Linked DNA regions of Sus scrofa: region 1 is linked to region 2. The links are chromatin contacts, called in public HiChIP or PLAC-seq maps. All regions are on one chromosome and are shown on one strand. Each heading gives the region's core, a stretch centred on a gene start, on an enhancer-like site or on the middle of the called end of the contact. The rest is flanking DNA. Distances are from core to core; before and after follow the strand shown.

Evidence for each region. HiChIP or PLAC-seq counts read pairs in DNA pulled down with a chosen protein or histone mark.
Region 1: an H3K27ac HiChIP or PLAC-seq map of alveolar macrophages shows a contact between it and region 2, with 2.7 times the contacts expected there. The contact joins the promoter of SREBF2 here to the promoter of TNFRSF13C in region 2. A contact is called at or near these places in 2 of 5 promoter capture datasets (fetal liver and liver), 17 of 47 Hi-C or Micro-C datasets (alveolar macrophages, blood, embryonic fibroblasts and 7 more) and 2 of 2 datasets of contacts at active chromatin or transcription factors (alveolar macrophages and skeletal muscle).

What each region holds. Positions count from the first base shown.
Region 1 is chr5:6,779,869-6,786,205 of Sscrofa11.1, reverse strand. SREBF2 (sterol regulatory element-binding protein 2) reads left to right here and starts at 1,482. Exons shown (of 19, transcript XM_021091444.1): 1 at 1,482-1,761. The coding sequence starts at 1,674. MEI1 (meiosis inhibitor protein 1) reads left to right here. Exons shown (of 36, transcript XM_021091442.1): 36 at 1-249. CCDC134 (coiled-coil domain-containing protein 134) reads left to right here. Exons shown (of 7, transcript XM_021091452.1): 7 at 1-249.
Region 2 is chr5:6,695,357-6,701,478 of Sscrofa11.1, reverse strand. TNFRSF13C (tumor necrosis factor receptor superfamily member 13C) reads right to left here and starts at 1,667. Exons shown (of 3, transcript XM_021091440.1): 1 at 1,420-1,667; 2 at 834-1,073; 3 at 1-298. The coding sequence starts at 1,555. The coding sequence ends at 117.

The DNA of each region.
Region 1 (6,337 bases), core at 233-2,732, 85 kb before region 2:
GTTATAATAACTACCTTGCAGGGGCCCTAACCGTATGTCAGGCCTTATTCCAAGTGCTGGCTTCCATCAGCTGCTTCTGCTGCAGGGCCTTTGTGTTGTTTGTTCCCTTGGCTATACCAGATGCAGTTCTCATAATTTCAGGTTTCGTCTTAAATATCAATGTTTTCTTTACCGGACCAGAGGCTCTCAGAGGGCAGGAATTGTCTCTTTGCTTGCCCCAGAGATGTTCAATAAATATTGTCAAATGAATGTGCAATGTGATTGGTTGAATTGTGTGATTCCACTTTCCTCACAACTATGAGGGACACTATTCCCATGTTAGAGATGACAAAACTGAAGCTTAGGGCGTTTATTTAGCTCAGAGTCACTCGTTCATAAATGGACCCGTATGCCTGCCTTCACAGGGCCTGTGAAGTCTGTCTTGACCACCAAGCAACAGCTGCCTCTCACAGACCAGCAGTAAACATACTTTCCCCTTTTAATACTGTGAAAGTCGTTGTCAACAGATAGACATTCATGTATGTAATGTTTAATGATGCCATGATAATTACATTGTGTGGATGTAATTTATTCAGCAGGTCGTTATTGGGCTTCCCAATTTTTCTCAATTTACAGAAGACTCTGATGAACGCCTTTGAACACACAAACTTGCAAATTTTTTAAACACTCATATTTGTCTTCCTTATTTATAAATTCCTAGAAACGTGCACATTTGTTTATATCGTGACCAGCTGCAGAACTGAGAAGTTTAAGAGTGGGAATCCGTGGGTGGGTTGCGCCTCATAATCCCCGCATGATGCTCATGCCCGGACCCAACCTCTGGAGGCCTGTGATAGTTCCAGGCACTGGCATTATTTTAAAGGACTGCAAGGGATTCTGATGTACCGGGGTGAGACTGGGTGAGGCTGTCGGAGTAAGCGCGTCGTCGCGGCAGGTGCAAAGGCGCATGAATTGCAAAACATGCTCCACTCTTAGGCGGTTCGCGAGCTTTCGTAGCGCCTTTGCAAGGGGCTTAGCTGGAACGTGACTTTAACGATCTAAGGATTCCTCCGTGCTCCAGTACTAGGGGTCTAGGTTTGATTCCACCCGCTTCCCCAGCGGGCTGGGATCGTGGGGAGGGCGGGAACAGCTGGGAAGATGACGTAATGTGCTTAAGGCTGGCTTCGGGGGCCTCCCGCGGCCGGGGGCGGAACTTGTTAACCCTTCAACTCCCAGCAGTCAGAGGTAGTAGCTTGCGGAGCCAAACCAACAAAAAAGGGAGCGGTTCCTTTAAACGAGGGGAAGAAGGTTGGACTGAGGACCCGGAGCCTTCTCTTCGCATTCGCTAAGAGGCCGCCAGGGGAGGAGCCTTCTTATGCAAATCTGAGCTGCTGATCGTTGACGCGCCATCACCCCACGCGCCGCTCCGCAAGGCGATTGGTCAAGATGGGCCTGGTCCCATTGACAACAAACAAGGGGGTGCGCGGCCTGGGGGCGGGGCCATAGAGGGCGCGGGTTGGGGCGGGGGAATCCCGCCCCGCCCTCCCGCGCAGCGCAAACATGGCGGCGGTTGGCACCGGCCGGTGAGGCAGTACCGGGCGGGAGCTCTTGGGTGTCATGGGTGGTGACGGCGGCACCGCCCTCGCGTCTCCCTGAGCGGGACGGCAGGGGGGTCCTCTGCGCCGAGCCGGGCGATGGACGAAAGCGGCGAGCTGGGCGGTCTGGAGACCATGGAGACCCTCACGGAGCTGGGCGACGAGCTGACCCTAGGGGACATCGACGGTGAGTGATGGGTGGGTGGGTGGATGGGAGTGCGGGGGCGCGCGGAGAGGAAGGGGTTACGGCGGCGCGCGCGGGGGCGCGTACGCCCATCCCCCGGCACCCCAGTCTCGCGCGGGAAGAACCGGCACGCGCGGTCGCCCCGGCAGTCCCCAGCCCTCGGCGCTGCGGGTTTCAGCCCCGCCGGGCCGCTCGGTTTCGGCAGACCATGGGATCTTGTCGGGGGCGTCGCGGGGGAGCGGCCTGAGGGGAGCGCGCGGCCGCCGTTTCCCTTGCGCGCCTACACGCGCCGCCCGAGGTCCCGCTTGCCAGCCAGCGGGCCCACGTCGCACCTGTCACTCCCCGCCCGGCCGCGTGGGCAGCTTGGGATTCCCGGGGCCGGGCCCCCAGGCTCCGCGCGCTCACCCCTCAGGTCTTCTCCGGGTTGAGCCACGGCCCAGTTTCTCCGTGCTTCGGGAAACTTTGGGCAGCGAGCGGCCGCAGAAGCAGGTTGCTGATGAAACGAGTGGTGGCGGCGTAACGTGGACGCATCTCTCCGGGGTTGAGACCGGGCCGCTCCTGCTGTCGTTCTGCACAGGGAGTTGAGCAGCAGGAGTTTTGAGTTGTGGCCCCTCGGGGACAGGCTGGGGAGCGGGTGGCCTTTGTTCCGACGACCTTAACAGCGGAAAGGAAGAGCTGGTAGGAGCCCAGGGATGCTCTCTTGCAATACTCTCATTTGGTGGCTACGGAACCTAAAGTTTGCAGAGGGTCAGCGGCTTGCCCGGGGTCCCCCAGCTGGTTACAGAGCACAGTTCCTGGGCCAGTGTTGGTGTCGCCACTACCTGATCCTGGGGGGTGAGGAGTCCAGTGAATAGGTTAGTCACCAAAATAATAATTCTCAGTAGTTGGGCTCTTCCGATATTCTAGGCCCCAGACACTTTATATTGTTTCACTTATTCCTCACTACAGTCACTCGAGATAGATGTTCTTATTGCTCCTACTTTACAGGACACTGAGAGCAGGAGGTGTTAACTTTAGATTGTCCAGAACCCATGCTCTTAATCAGTAACTCAGGTGTGTTTTGCTCTTGAGTTTTACCAAGTGCTTTCAAGTCCAAGATCTCACTACAGCCTTGCAGGCAGGTAGGATGGCTCCCATTTAATTATACAGATGAAGAAACCCAGGCAGCAGAAGATTCTCTTCCAGGGGATGAGATAGTGGCAGAGGCTAATTGAAAAGGATCTGTTTCACATTTTGCTTTGGTTACATTTCACCCCTCGGCCTGACCTTGCTTTCTGATTTTGGTCATCCAGGCAGTGTGGTAAGATCCTTAAATGAAACCTCAAGTCTAACCACAGACTTTTCCACTGAGTGCTGCTAAATACAGAGATGTGTTGACAAATGGGGGAGGGAGGTTCTGAGAACTTAACAAGGGCAGCTAACATGTTGTGAGTATTTACGTGCCAGGCACCGTATTAAATCCTCACACATATTAATGTTTTAGATTCTTTTTTTTTTCCTTAGTTTTATTTTAAGGCCGCACCTGCAGCATATGGAAGTTCCTGGGTCAGGGATTGAATTTAAGCCACAGCTGCGACTGGGGCAATACTCAATCCTTTAACCCACTGTGGGGGGCCAGGGATGGAACCTGCACCTGAGCCCCTGCCCTGCAGTTGGATTCTTAACCCACTGTGCCACAGTGGGGACGCTAATGTTCTCAATTCTTAACGAGTTCCATCAGGGAGACTCCTTGTCATACTACACTCCTCCCCTTCTTGTGGATCCTGACACTGAGGCTCAGGGCCTCATTAACTTACCCAAGTTTACATAGCCAGTAAGGATTATGTCCAAAGCTGCCTACCAGCAAGCTCACACAGAGAAATTTGTGTGCATTTTGCATTCCCATTCCAAAATTGATCCCTATTTGTCTTAATTTGTAATGTGTTAAAGTACCTAGTAGTTAAGTATTAACCTTATCCCCATAGATTCCTGAGTAAAATGTACATTCTGGAAACTACCAGAGTGGTTCAGTGGCTTCACGGGGCTCCATATTAGATTTGGGGGAAAGTGGCTCCCTGTCTTCATTGGTCAACAAGTATTCAAGTGCCAGCTGTGGTTTCTGAGCTTCAGGGAACATGGAAAGATAGAAAAGATATGGATAGATATGTTGTGGCTCAGCAGTAATGAACCCAACTAGTATCCATGAGGATGCGGGTTTGATCCCTGGCCTCGCTCAGTGGCTTAAGGATCCCGAGTTGCTGTGAGCTGTGGTATAGGTCACAGACACGGCTCATATCCTGTAGTGCTGTGGCTGTAGTGTAGACCGGCAGCTGTAGTTCCCATTCACCCCCTAGCCTGGGAACCTCCGTATGCTGCAAGTGTGGCCCTAAAAAAAGCAAAAAAAAAAACCAAAACCAACAACAACAAACAAAAAAAGAATAGGAAAGATAGAATTTTATGACTTCATGGAGCTGGAGATGAATAATGAAACTGTGGTGCCAAGTACAGAACAGCTCACAATTACCCAGAGCAGTGATGGAACATCAGCATTGGAGGGAGCTCGGTGTAAAGACTGGTTTAGTAGGATGGTCACTACAAGGCCCTTCACCTGGGCCTTGGAGGAAAGAAGCATTGGGCGGTTGAAGGCCAGCCATCTGCAGATATAAATTTCCCTGAATACTTATCCATTCATCCCTCTCCATGATGTCAGCCCCATGAAGCCAGGGCCTTTATTTTGTTCCCTTCATCAAGAATTAAGTAGTTTGTGGAATACCTGAATGATTTCAGGGACCTCGAGCTAGGCAGGATTCTAAGTTGTCCTAGGCCCAGCCCTTGGTGTTGGGTTAGATTAGGGCTGGCCAGCCTGGATGCTTCTAGAAACCAGTCAGGTGAGGAAGGAGAGACTCCGTGTGTGTGAACACATATACTTCCTTTGTGTGTGGTGGAAGGGGGTGGGTACCTGTAACCTAGAGAGCTAATGCCTGCCTTTAGGAGGCAGCCCTCTGGGTGTGAAGTGATGATACTGAGAGGAGGATGGATGGGGATGGGAAATGGCTGTTGTGTAAGATGCTGGGCGTGATGGGACGTGGCCTCAGTGAAACTTGGCCTTTAAGGCAGAGCAGAGGTGGAATTCTAAGATCCCGTCAAGGCCTTCATCCTGGGCACCAGGAGGGTTCAGAAACCAGCAGGAAGAGCTGGTTTGCGGAGGTGATGAAAATTTGTCCTAAATGGACTGAAATTGATTTGCTAGTAGGAAATGGGAGGCAGATACTTAAGAGAAGGTTAAAACTGGGGATGCAGATGGAGGAGCAGACACCCAGATTGGTGGGTTGAGGATAGAGATGAGAGAAGAAGATGGAACCAGAGGTCAGAGCAGGTGAGGGAAGTGGGATAAACTAAGGGGAGGTGAGCTTTCTGAGGAGCTGTTAGTGGATGACGGAGACAGTGCTACAGAGGACGGCAAGGATGACAAGGCCACGGAAGGAATCATGGGGTCTGGCAGTTAGGAGGCCCACCTTCGACAGCATTCGGATGGAGCAGGGCTGGGAAAACCAGAAAGGAGTCAGGGGTGACCAGGTGGTGGGCGAGGAGAGGCAGCTGCTCTCTTTGGAGAAGGTTGAAGAAACTTTTCAGCGAGCTAATTTCTATCTTTATGGGTTGGCCTATTCTGGACCTTTCATATAAATGGAATCCTACAGTCTGAGGCTTTCTTCACTGAGCATAATGTTGAGTTTCATCTGTGGGGCCCCACAGTGTTCCCTTACATGGCTAGACCTCATTTTGTTTATCTGTTCTTCAGTTGTTGGACATTTAGGTTGTTGCCACTTTTTGGCTTTTACAAATGAAGCTGCTCTGAACATTTGTGCACAGGTTTTTCTGTGGACATGCGTTTTCTTTTCTCTTGTGTGGATCCTCTCCGTTTTTTGTTTGCTGTCTGTTTTTTACTAGGGCTTTTGATAGCCCTGTTTATTCACTTGCTTACTTTCCTTGTTCCTGTAACTAATTCAGCCCTGTTTTGTGACGGAAACTCAGTACGGTGGTCAGTTCCTTTTGTCCCCTTGTTGGGGTCTCTTTTGGAGCTTGCCCTGTTTGTGCCCCAGCTGATGGAAGCTTGTCTAGGTCTGCTGCTGTTCTGCACTTATCCTGGGACTACCCTTAACCATCCCTGGGGGAGGAGGGGTATGTTGAAGCTCCTGTCCCCTAGTTCTTGTTTTGTTTTGTTTTCCACTCCCTTACTTCGATGTAGCACATCATCCAGTACCTTCCTTCAAGAGAGATAAATTGAGGGGGGGGGTTGCCTCTCTAAAAATATCTTTATTCTCACCTTTCCAATTTGATAATTTGAGTGAGTTAGATTCTTAGGTTGAAAGCATCGCTTAATTGTTTTCTAGCTTCTAGTAGTTGAGAAATCTGATACCATTTTGATTCCCGACCTTCTGTGTGTGACATGTCTTCTGGAAGCTTGTGCCATCTTATCTTCATCCTTGTTGCTCTGAATCCCATGACCGTGTAGACTGACGTGGCTGAGCTATCAGTCATTGTCCCTGTGTGGTGGGCTCTGAAGGGCTCACAAAGTCAGATACGTGCCTTCAGGCTGTCC
Region 2 (6,122 bases), core at 418-2,917:
AGGATGAGCCCGGGAGCAGCTTGACTCTCAGTAAAGAAGCAGGTGGGACCAGGGGAGAGGAGCCGAATTCAACCTCCAAGCCTCTGCCTGAGGGCAGCCTCCTGTCCCCTCCATCGCTACTGCTGCTCAGGGCCGGCCGTCTTGGTGGTCACCAGCTCAGTGGAACCCAGCTCCGTGGCTGGCACAGGGACGCTGTGGGCAGGTGGGGTGGTGGCTGAGTCTTCGCTGGGTGGAAGCCAGATGGGAGCAGTGGCATCCAGGGTTCCAGGAGAGGGGACGATGTCATTATCCAGGGGCCCTGGTTGGGGGGTGGGGGGGTGCAGGGTCAGGATTGGGTCACAGCCTTCCGCCATCCCGTTTCTGGAACCTCCCCGGAGAGAGAGCCCTCCGACTTCTGAGAGAAGTCAGGCGAGGAAGCCCCTAGGCGGCGGTGGGGAGGGGGAGGGTGGCACATGATGGGCCCTCGGGACCGGAAGTGCTGGGAGGGTTTGCGCAGTGGCAGTGCTGACACTGGGAGAGGAGGCGTGGGGGTCAGTTTGGCCTTCCCGGAGCGAGGGCAGGACGACCCCTCCCTCCCCCGGGCCCCCAGCCCGCGTCTTCCTCACTCAGGCGCTCACCAGGCCGGGACCCTGGGCAGGGCCGCTGCTCCCCGCTCAGCCTGAGATCTCAGACGGCGCCCCTCGCCGCCCCCTCCATCTGCCTGGCTTCAGACCCCCTTCCCAGGGCCCCTAGCCCGCCAGGGCCATGTGTCCCCTCCGACGGCCCCCGTCCCCCAGGGCCGGACCTTCCCGGGCTGGACAGTGCCTCTCGGTTCCTCTAGACGGGGAACGTACCGTCCTGGTCTCCGTCCAGGGCTTCCGGGGCCTCCGGGGCAGCCGAGGCGCGGGGCCGTTGCCTGCGGCGCCTCCAGCTCACCAGGCCCAGCAGGACCAGGGCCAGCGCCAGGCCCAGCAGCGCGGGGGCGCCCAGGAGCAGCGCCGGGAGTGGCAGCGCGGCCTCGGCCTCGGCGGCCCCGGGCCCCACCGACTCCTGCGGCTGCAGCGCCGTCCCGGGAGCCAGGCTGCTCGGGCCGCCTGCTGGAGGGGACGGAGAGGGAGGTCAGGGGCAGAGGGGAGGGAAGAGAGGGTAGGGGAAGGTCGGAGGGAGGAGAGGCTGGGACGGGAGGGGAGGGACAGCCGGTGGGGGGGGGGGAGCAGGAGGGGCCACGGCCGCGCGCAGGCTCCAGCCCGCAGCCCGCATGGCTGAGCCACTCAGGCTCCAGCCCACAGCCCCCCGTTAACTGATGCCCCAGCCCGGGTCCTGGGCAGGTGCGGGCCATGCCTGCGGCTCTGGCGGGGCACGAGCCTCGGTGGCAGGACCCTCCTTCCCTCCACCAGGGCTGCCCTGGCGCTCCAACGGCCAGAGCCGGGTAACGCTTACCCGGTCCAGGATCGGGCGTGCGGAGGAGGCTGCAGGCCACGCAGTTGCGCACCAGCAAGTCGAAGCACTGGGTCTGCAGGCACTGCGTGGGGACCGGCCCGTCCCTGCCCCTCAGACTCCTCGCCCTTCGCCTCATGCTGCCAAAGCCCAGGCCTGTCTGCACACCCTGCCGGGACAGAGTCTGGCCTCTGCTGCCCCACGGGGAAGAAACCGGGAGGGGCCGCCACCCACTCCGCCCCGCCCCGCCCTCCTGCCTGCTGGGGTGGGACGGGGTGGGACCACTCTTAGCCAGGGCCTCAGCACCCCAGACCTTCTATCTGTGGTTCCTCCATTCAGCCACTCAACCATCACCCCCAGACAACCACGGGGCGGGCTCCCTGCTGGGCACTGGGACAAGGCTGGGGCTCAGACAAGGGCCCGCCCTTGGGGAGCAGAGGATGGGTCCCTGAAGAGGACACAGACCTCGGGGAGGCCTCTTCTGCCCTGCCCCCCAAGGCCAGCCCATAGGCCCAGGTGCTCCCCACCAGCCATCTCCCCCCAGCTGCCTCCTCTGGGAAGCTCTCCTGCCCTTCTCCCGCAGAGCTGGTCAGTTCATCGAAGACATCCTGAGGGCCCCCACATGGTACCAAGCCCCAGGGGACTCACACTGGTGGTGGTGATGGGGGAGACGACACCTCACAGCATGGCATCAGTGAAGGTGGTACCACAGGGCACGGGAAGGCTTTGTGGAGGAGATGATAAGGTGTTTGCTGGCTGAACTGAGGTCGCAGGGGGCGGGGGGCACCCAGGGTGAGCAAGGGGCCTGGGGGCCAAATACGAAGGCCAGGGAATGCTGGAACCAGAGGGCCGGGCTGGGGCCTTAACTGAGAGAAGCTCGGATTCTGGCCAGAAGGGCACTTGAGAGCCATGCAGGGAGTGACACAGTCAGAACCGCTGGCTGGAGTGGAGGGCACAGACCGGGGGCAGCTCGGTCTCCAGATCCTAAGCAGGAGGGAGGCTCAGATCAACAGATGAGCAGACAGACCCAGGCCCAGTAGGCACTAAGTGGGCAGCCCACCCACCCCACCTCCTCCTCCCAGGGCTGTGTGTGTCCTGGCCTGCTCGCCTGTGTCTCTGTGGGGCCTCTTCTGTGTGTCTCCACTCGCCAGTGTTTGGGGAAGCCCCACCTGTCTCTCACACTGAGTGTCAGGCGGACACTCAAGCCCCCTGGGCCTTCCTGGACTTCCGCTGCCCCCTCCCCCGGGGCAGGGGCTGGCAGAGAGCCTCAGCATGGACCACGGGCTTAGAGCCTCATGGTGGGCCTGGCCAGACCCTGGGGCACTCAGGGCTGGGGGTGTACAGCGGAAGGACTGACAGTCCCTGGGGCACGGAGGGGGCTTAGGGGCTGGAGTAGATCTTCAGCAGCTCAGAGGGGAGGGGAAACTTCTAGGCAGAGGGCAAAAGCAGGAGCTGGGAAAGTGGAAGCCGACTCTGGGGACAGGCCTGGCCCCTGCCTCCAGAGGTGCTGCCGAGGGAGAGAGACTGAGGCTGCAGCTGGGCGGGCCAGGCCGCAAGCCATAAGCCCTGGGCAGTGAGGAGCCCCAGGAGGTACCTGAGTGGGGGAGAGGGTCTGAGCTGTGCCTTTGAAGGGACGTTCCCCCTGCTGTGGGGTTGGAGACAGGGTGAGTGGAGTAGCAAGGAGGCTCCCCCATGACTCAGGGCCAGGGAGCAGCCAGCAGCTGTTTAGGAGGGAGGAGTGATGCTATGGAGTGAGGGGAGCAAGGCCGGCCCCCAGGTTTCTGGCTCCGAGGACACGAGGACTCACACAGAACCTCGAGCCGGCTGGCCTTGAGCCGCCCTGGCCCACTGCCTCTCCGTCCCCTGCCCACGGGCCAGCAACTCCGTAGCAGGAAGGTGTAGGCGGTGGGGCAACTGCAAAGGAGAAGTGGGTCCGGGGCGGTGGGTGTGGGTGTGAGTGGGGGTGTGTGGTGAGGGGGTGGGGGAGCCAGGGGCCTGCCAGGAGCCAAGGCAGGGAAGGGCCTCCTTAGGGCAGAGGGGTGGGGGCAAGGCCTAAAGACTGGGCCCCTGTCCCCCCCCCCATCGCTACTGGTCCTGTTCTCACCCGCGACCCTCAGGGCGGCAGGGCCCTTACCACACATGCGGCATCTCTTCACCCCCAGCCAGATGTTCAGGCCAAGTGGGCTGGGTCTTGGGACCCTGGAGGGGGAGCCTGTCCCCGGGAGAGGGGAGGCCACTCACAGGAGCCACCTCTATACCGGCCACCTGGAGGGAGAACCAGAGAGGCTCCACTTTCACCCTTACCAGTGCCTCCTAAGTGCCTGCAGTGGGCAGTGCCAAGCACAGAGTGGGCAGCAGGATTGGTGTTGATGGTGTGTGGGGCACCTGACTCCAGACAGACCTTCCACTTGCACCTTCTAAATAGGGAAGTGGGGGGATGTTCCCGTCGTGGCTCAGCCGTAACGAACCCAACCAGTATCCATGAGGATGAGGGTTCGATCCCTGGCCTCACTCCATGGGTTAAGGATGCGGCATTGCTGCAGCTGTGGGGGTAGGTCACATACATGGCTCGGATCTGGTGTTGATGTGGCTGTGGTGTAGGTCACAGCTACAGCTCTGATTCGACCCCTGGGGACTCTCCATATGCTGCGGCTGTGGCCCTAAAAAGACTAAATAAATAAATAAGTAAATAATAAATAAATAAATAATAAATAGGGAAGGGGGGAGTGCTCGAGTCTCCACTTCCACAGCTTAGCAGTGAAGAATAGAAATTTCACCCTCAGACCAATGTAGTAAAAGTCAGGTTATTCCTCAAGTTTTTTTTTTTTTTTGTTTTGTTTTTTTTGTCTTTTTAGTGCCACAGCCGCAGCATATGGAGGTTCCCTAGCAGTCGAATCAGAGCACATCAACGCCAGACCCGAGCCGTGTCTGTGACCTACCCCACAGCTCACAGCAACGGCGGATCCTTAACCCACGGAGCGAAGTCAAGGATCGAACCTGCACCCTCATGGATGCTGGTCGGGTTCATTAACCACTGAGCCACGAAGGGCACGCCTCCTCAATGTATTTTTTTTTTTTTTTTAACATAGCTCCTTAAAAAAAGACACAACAAAAACCTTCATTATAGGTGATTTACAATGTTCCGTCCATTTCGGCTGTATGGCAAAGTGACCCAGTCATACATATATACACATACTTTTTTCCATATTATTTTCTATCATGTTCTAACCCAAGTGATTAGCTCTAGCTCCCTGTGCTGTACAGCAGGACCCCATGGCTGATCCATTCTAAAGGTAATAGTTTGCATCTATCACCCCCAAACTCCCCGTCCATCCCCCTCCTCCCTCTCCCTCTTGGCAACCACAAGTGTGTTTTCCATTAACATAGCTCTTAGGTCAAGGTTATTAACTTTTTGGGGGGTGGGGAGCTGTGCCTGTGGCATGTAGAAGTTCCCGGGGCCAGGGATCAAACCTGCACCACGGCAGCGACCTGAGTCACTGCAGTGAAAACGCTGGATCCTTAAGCCACGTCACCACAGGGAATTCCCAAGTTTATTAATTTTCTAAACTTAAATCTTCTACATCACTTCTTTTTTCTGTTTTAGGGCCACACCCACGGCATATGGAGGTTCCCAGGCTACGGGTCGAATAGGAGTTGCAGCTGCTGGCCACAGCCACAGTCACAGCCACAGCAACTCGGGATCTTAGCTGGGTCTGTGACCTATACCACAGCTCATGGCAACACCGGATCCTTAACCCACTGAGCAAGGTCGGGGATGGAACCCGCATCCTCGTGGATGCTAGTCAGATTTGTTAACCACTGAGCCTTGATGAGAACTCCTCTGTTACTTTCTGAATATGAGTTATGACTGAGAGAGAAGTTAAAGTTTCAAAAATCAATGTGGTTCAAGCAAATGTTCCTCGTTCTTTCAAAAGTTTTTACTTGAGGAGTTCCCGTCGTGGCTCAGTGAGTAGCGAATCCGACTAGGAACCATGAGGTTGCGGGTTCGATCCCTGGCCTCACTCAATGGGTTAAGGATCCAGTGTTGCTGTGAACTGTGGTGTAGGTTGCAGATGTGGCTCAGATCCGCCGTTGCTGTGGCTCTGGTGTAGGCCGGTGGCTACAGCTCTGATTCAACCCCTAGACTGGAAACCTCTAAATGCCGCGGGAGCAGCCCAAGAAATGGCAAAAAGACAAAAAAACAAAAAAACAAAACCCCAGAAGTTTTTACTTTAAATCATTTGATATCATCAGCTCACATGTGCCCAAGTAGAAAAAAAAAGGGCTTTGTTGCTGAAAACCTCTTCTAACTGAATTTATGTCTCAGTGTTCTCAAGTTTGTGTGCTTGGATGAGTTTTTTTTTTTTTTTTTTTTTTTTTTTTTAAGATGATTAATTTAAGTCTATCAGGGAAAAGGGAGTCTCCCTTGATCCGTGTCCCCAAAATACCCCACAAAACACCCTCCCGATGGCTCTGACACAGGTGCCAGCGTGACGTCAGTTTTTCAGTTGGGGAAATTGGGGCTCTGAGGGCCAAAGGGATGACCCAGCACCTACGAGGGGGCCGGGCTGGGGTCTGTGGCCAGCGGACCGTGAAGTGCGGCCTGTGTCCTTCATGCCTCAAGGACAATGTCGTGGAGGGAGGGCTGGTCCCCGGGGGCAGAGAGGCCCAGATCTGGATGTGAAAGTGCAGACACATGTGTTCTG